Regions from separate parts of the Zea mays genome. Here region 1 is linked to region 2. A link is a contact called in public Hi-C data. All regions are on one chromosome and are shown on one strand. The core of a region is the stretch at or near the end of the contact, and the rest is flanking DNA. Distances in the headings are between cores, read along the strand shown.

Evidence for each region. A called contact is a pair of places that touch in the nucleus more often than the background predicts.
Region 1: a contact with region 2 is called in a Hi-C map of ear, with 5 times the contacts expected there. The contact joins two enhancer-like sites. A contact is called at or near these places in 5 of 25 Hi-C or Micro-C datasets (bundle sheath, ear, endosperm and 2 more).

Annotation. Positions count from the first base shown.
Region 1 is chr5:45,156,451-45,159,891 of Zm-B73-REFERENCE-NAM-5.0, reverse strand. No RefSeq gene overlaps it. Among protein-coding and RNA genes, the nearest start is that of LOC118472006, 85 kb to the right of the region's middle. Within about 2 kb of position 1,326, at least 17 of the 20 cell types and tissues checked have an H3K27ac peak or open chromatin away from gene starts, as enhancers often do. A contact at or near this core is called in ear, where this site is marked.
Region 2 is chr5:44,606,207-44,609,437 of Zm-B73-REFERENCE-NAM-5.0, reverse strand. No RefSeq gene overlaps it. Among protein-coding and RNA genes, the nearest start is that of LOC109939473, 16 kb to the left of the region's middle. Within about 2 kb of position 1,572, at least 4 of the 20 cell types and tissues checked have an H3K27ac peak or open chromatin away from gene starts, as enhancers often do. A contact at or near this core is called in ear, where this site is marked.

The DNA of each region.
Region 1 (3,441 bases), core at 77-2,576, 550 kb before region 2:
GATGAGATCCACAACAACCACACAACTGGTAACGAAACCGTGGATGGATGAAGCTTCAGAGTTACACTTGCGTCTACTATTGCTGCGTCACACACGTATGCCCATACGTGTGCGTGCGCCCACCTAACAGCATTGACTCTCGTTTCGCAGGCCGCTCCATTTGTCCGCCCGCCCACAACAATTTTCTTTTTTTGGTTTGCATATCCTCTCCAAACGAAAACGGTTCCACCTCATCATATTGGAGGATGAGGAACAATTAGGGCTTGTTCGGTTAGCTCTCAATCCATGTGGATTGAGTGGGATTGGATGAGTTTGAATCCCAGACAAGTCAAACGTCTTCACAATTTTTTCCAATCCCATCCAATCCATGTGTATTGGGAATAACCGAACAAGCCCTTATAGGGTGTTTGGTTTGAGGAATGAGCTAGTCCATCATCTTCTCACTCCTCACTATTTTTGTTTGGTTTGTGGAATGGAATGAGTTAATCCATCACCACCTCATTCCTCATAGTTAGTTAGTTAGTACTAATATGAGGAATGTGGTCATCCCACCAAATTTGAGGAATCAACCTATAATGCACCACCTCAATTTGGATATAGTGATTCCTTAAACCAAACACCCCCTTAGCTTTTTAGTTCTCCTTGCTGATGGAGCTAGCAGTGCCAGACCCAACTGTCTTGTCATGTTGTCAATACCAAGTGGCCAACTGTCTTGTCCTGCAGCTTCTCAAAGACTACCTGTTTATTAGCTTGATGGAAACTAAACTGCAAAATCATCATCGGTGATTACAATACGTGCCACAGGGTTGCTTGGGATTGTTAATACGTGCCACAGGGTTACTAGCTGCTACTAGGACAGGAAGAGGTGAGCAGCAGCAGTGTGTGCTCTAGCTCTCTACGTACCTGTATTTCGGTCAAAGTACGCAAATGGCGCCGGCCGGCCGTACTCTGTGGCGGAAAGGAAGAAGAGGTAAAAGGAACCAAGCAGTCTGCTGCCGCTTTTCAAAGTGAGCGGCGAACTGCATGCATTGACGGCTCTCCCGGTCCGGCACTCCGGCCTCCCCTTTTTCACCGCTGGCCCTTTATTCCTCTCTTCCACGTACGGGAATAGATGCACGGCACGCACGCTCCCGACGAGGGGCCGATTGCTCGCCATCCCCCGAGCGCATCGATGCTCGATCTAGACGAGGCCAGAACCTGTGCGTCGCCTAAAAGAGGAAGGAATCGTACTGGAAATACGCTAGGAAAGGGCGCCCCGTCTGTACTATCCCTTGGTTGATGATGGATTTGCCCACGTGATGGTATCTCGAGCCACGCTGACACTGTGGGCCCGCCGTAACGAGGTGTGTCGTCTCGTCTGCTTCGGCCTCTGCCCAAGTGTCCACGGGTCCGTGCCATACTCTGCCAGTGCCATGCGTTCCAAACTGCCAATGGAGCCTTGTGTTGTGTCATCACCAGCCTAACTCACCGTCATCTCTGCTGCGTCCAGCCAATCTAGCGCAACTGCCGAATCTCTGCGGCTCCTCAGTGTCAGTGATAGTGCGTCAGTTCATTACCTATGACTAAACCAGTGCATTACTGCATTATATAACGTCAATTGTACGCGTGACCCAATGAGCAAGATATAGATGACAAAATATGCGGTGGAAAACACCTACTAGCCGGAAAACATGAACACTAGATTTGAAGAATACTCTTGTAATCTATTTTTTTAAAATGACAGTTACGTAGTAAATCTAGCTATATATACCTAGCAGTCACTTGCAAAAGTTAGAATATAAACTCATTTTTTAAAAAAAAAAACATTCATACAAAAATCACAAAATTGAATTGCATGTGCACTACAAGACAAAAGGCTGGATTTTTGTCTTCTAGTGTACATGCACTTGAATTTTATTATTTACATACGAGTTTCTCAAAAATGACTTTGCATCGTAACTTCTTGATATATAGGAAATGAGCTCCTAGGCCTCCTACATATGTCAAGTTTTGAAAATTTCCAAGTTACGAAATTTATTTTTAAACTAGTTTCATGCATGTTTCCACCTATAGTATTGTGGTTTTCACTATTTATTTTCTTGAGCAAGAGCCCCCATGCCATCCTCCTTCCTTCTACGAGAACTCCTTTTAAGTCTTTAGGTGTATCTCTTCTTTATAAGGGAAAAATACTATAAGGGCCCGTTTGTTTCGTTGGAATTGAATTCTATTTTAATAATTATAATTTAGATAAAACTAATTAAGTTTATATATTTATATATGTAATATATTTGTATATTATCCTATGAGAGAGATAGTTATATAGTACATTTATGTTAGAGAGGCGCAAGTAAAAGAGTGTGCTATAAGTTGTACATCGGAAAATTAGCATGTAAATCTATAGAATCAATTTACATCTCTCACCCCATGAATTTGAGATAGGCTTATATGATAACTTTGGAAAGTGGTGGAATGTCATATTCTAAAAAAATAGTCTATTCTATTAGTAAGATTTTAATTCCTCGAAATGAAAGGAAACAAACGGGCCCTAAGAGTGATTTTTCTGATGCATTTTCAAGGGTGGTTTTTTGAACCCGCGCGCTCCTATGTTAAATATTCTAGAAAAAAAGACATTTACATGGACAATCGACAAAAGCAAGCATCTCTCCATTTTTTAAATAATAGAAAAAGGAAAACTATGACAAGTTGTAGGATTTTTTTTTTCATGCCCAAGAAGCTACTGCATGATCGCTAGTCACATGTTAGAATGTGTGTGTGCGTTCTTGAGAATTCAAACTTTTGACCTTGCCTCTCGAAGCTCCATTATGGTTTTGCTAAATGAGACAAGTAGTGGACTGTTGGGGACTTGTTCTCAATTGCTATGAATTAAGAACAAGTCAACATAAAAATAGATTAATGGTTAATGACTTTCGTCATTCGAAGCATTATTTTCCTAAGGATATAATGATCTTCGGACGAAGGTTATGAAGGACTTACCTTCATAATCACAGCATATATCAATGAAAAACGAAGCATATGAAATATGAGAAACAACATGGATAATCATACGACATTGTAATATATCTTTTATTATATAATCATGAATGAATAAGAATAACACATGATTACATTTGTACCTTCGGTTTGATAGAAGGCAAAAGTACAAGCGTGACGCACAAGCGAGTATAAGTCAGCGTGAACAGTACGGGGTACTTTTCATCTATTTATAGGCACAGGGCGCAGCCTGTGTAAATTTATATTCACGCCCTTCATATTTACTATTGACTTATGGACAACCCAACCGGGACTAGATAGCATTTTCCCCTTTAAGTCGGTTCCTTTTTCCGCCATTGAGCCGAAGCTCCCCTGCGTGTAGCTTCGGAGCAACATCAGCCTTCGTCTCAACCATGCTTTTCACATCATGTATGGTTTTAGCCCGAGTCCGAAGGTACCTGTTCATATGTT
Region 2 (3,231 bases), core at 323-2,822:
GTTAGTGGGATTAAAACCAAGGTGATATGAATAGAGAGAAGAGAACTCTTCACTTGATTGTTCATTTAGGATATGTATTGAACTTAGGAACAATAGCGCAAGTGAATAAGTGAGAACTCTATGGAAGAAAATAATCACGATAGAAAGATGCACAAGTGACATGGTGATTTTATCCCATGGTTCGGTCAATGTCTACTCCACATTGTGGTGACCTCCTTCGGTCAAGGATTGCACCCAATCCCTCTCAAGTGATCCAAAGATCAAACTTGAGTACAATGGTTTTCTTCCTTTTCTCAAGTATTCCCTTCGTGAGGAATCTCCACAAGTTGGTGTCTCTCACCCTTACAAGATTCATCACAAGAACCACAAGAGTAAGGGAGGGAATAGAAACACACACAAGAACTAGAGTCGCAGCAACAACACGCACACAAGTCAAGAACTGAGCACACAAAACAACGCAGTGGAGTTACAACTCAAAGAAATGCTCAAATCTCTATATCAATGAATCGAATGAGTGCTTGCGAAGTCTAGGTGTTGTAGGATGTTCAATGGATGCTTGGTGTAGTGCTCCACGCCTAGAGGTCCCTTTTATAGCCCCAAGGGAGCTAGGAGTCGTTTGAGTTCTATTTGGAAGGCTCTGGTTGCATTCTGTCCGTGGGCGCACCGGACAGTTTGGTGCATCACCGGACAGTGAACAGTGCCTGGTTTCTTTCCTTTTCTGGCGAAGCTGACCGTTGCCAGCCACTGGTCTTGTGGCACACCGAACAATCAGGTGCAACCTTCTGACCGTTGGCAGAGCCACGTGTCACCCGCTGATCGCGCGGTCGACGTTAGCTGGGCACGTAGCTAGCACACTGGACAGTCCAGTGAATTATAGTCGTGACGCCCTGAGTTTTTCCTGAGAGCGGCCAGTTCGCTGAGCGCGCCAACCTAGGCACCAGACACTGTCCGGTGCACACTGGACAGTCCGATGCACCACAGGCTGGTGCAGATTTGGCTAAACTTAGCCAAACTTCTCCCTTTGAATTTTTCTTGATTTGAGAAGTTTTCTAGCACTTAGTAGAACATAGTTAGTACCAAAAACAATTTACTAAGTGTTAGAATCATACCTTTATTTTTCCATTTGCATCTATTTAACTCTTAGCTCATTAAAGTCATAACTCAATGTGTTGAACATTTAATCACCAAAATAATATAGAAATGGTCTAAGGGCATATTTCCCTTTCAGTAGGGAACCCCGCGCCCGAATATTTCAGACTTGCGTCCCGCGCACTGTATACCCGTGACACTGACAAGAGCAAATAAGCCCCTCGACTTTGGCTTATTGACAATTTCCCGTACACGATGAACCAGCTAGGGAAATAATAGAAGCACAGCAGGGTTCTCTTTGTACCTCAAAAACCATAGCAAGTCATCCCATCCTTTGGTTTGTTGCGATCAGAGTTGAACCTAGCAGGGGATATAAAGTTAACATGTTGTACACTTCTATTGCATGGCCACCACGTAGGGCAGGGGCACAGGGAGGCAGCAGCTGCGGCCAAACCCCCTCTGGACATCAAGCCAACAGATAGACAGACAGTAACTGGCTTGAACCCTCCTCTCCATTCTTATCCTTGGTGCAGCAAAGCCAACCTCAGGTGATCCCGCCCTGTCCAAGCCCTGGCCTCATCCATTTACTACCCCCTGGAAACCAGTAGAAACGGTAGTGGAGAGGGATATTTCCTTGCAGATATTTTTGCTCACGTCTGAACATGTTCAGGTCGACTCCTATACCAAGTTCACCACTTTTTTCTCCTAGAATTAAACAACAACAGGGGAACCATCTTTAATGAACTTTGTTCACCCACTAACCCCCTAACTTTTTGCTAAAGATACTATGAACCAGAATCTCACCAATCATTCACCAGAAAGCTCCAAATCTGGAGAAAAACACTGAACCATATCTACAGTCTACTGAACCAGAGCTGCACCCCTCATGTCTGACAAGGCAGAATTGAGAGCACACAACGCACAATTTTGTGTAGTACGAGATCCAACACTCCTAGAGACTTGTTCTCCTTCCTATAGTCGACCAACTTACTATAGAAACTTCAGCCAAAAACTACACTAATTGAGCACAAGAGCTCCAAACTAGACACCACACACTGCCATATAGTTTTTCAGTTACCGAACAAAATTCAGTTACTACAACCTGCCAGTCCATCTTAGCATCGATTTCTTTTTGATTTTGGTGTAGTACCAAGCCTTACAACCTATAAGAAGTTTGTTCTCCTTACTATGTACTACCAACTTGACACAAGCACCCTGATCCAAAACATTATTGATCAACATCTACAGGGCCCCAAAGTGACCAAGAACTCACTGTCATGGTTACTGATGTCTGAAGTCAGGCAATAATAACACCTGACAGCCCTCTTTCAAGCAAGCTTTATTCTCCTTTTTATGTAGTACCAAGCCACCTTCCCTTAAAAAACCTTGTCACTAATGTATGCTCTTCAAATTTTCTACTAAGAGTATAGCTGAATACCTCATAGATATCTCACAAAGAACCCCCAAAGTTGTACCGAACACACAAATTCAGCCTCTGAAATTGTACTAAGTTTGATATCCAGATTAAGACATTGGATCTTTGGACCACTGTTACTACCAGTTCTAAATGACTTTAGGGGTAGGACTCTTTACCAAACGTACACACCAATATGTGGTCTTCCACTTTGTTACAGTAACCTTGGTCTAGAACTGTATAGATTAGCTATTAACAAGCCTCCAAAGTGGCTTCACACTGCAAAAACTGAGGTTCTTAAATTCTAGGATTAAACATTCCACTTTGGATTAAACATTCCACTTTGGAACAAGGTTTACAAACAGTTCCATATGGTTTTAGGGCTGAGTAACTTAATCAAATTTATGCACTTAGTGTAATTCTACAGCTTTGCTACAGTGACCGCTTTCAAACTGTCTATAAATCAGAAGTTACAAGGGCCCCAGGATGGTTAGCTGCTAAAGTTTTTAAGAATTCAAAACCCTAGGTCAAAACTTGTTTTCAAGTGTTTCTTCACTTTTTGCTATAAAATTTGGAAATATCCACACATGAAACTTTTTTGGTTTAGAAAACTCTATGACTTTAATATTTTGACTTTTGGCAAAATATTATCAGATCATAAATTCCACTTTTGGGTCGAACTGAAGTTTTTCAAACTGGGTTTTCTATTCTCTGCTAAACACAATATC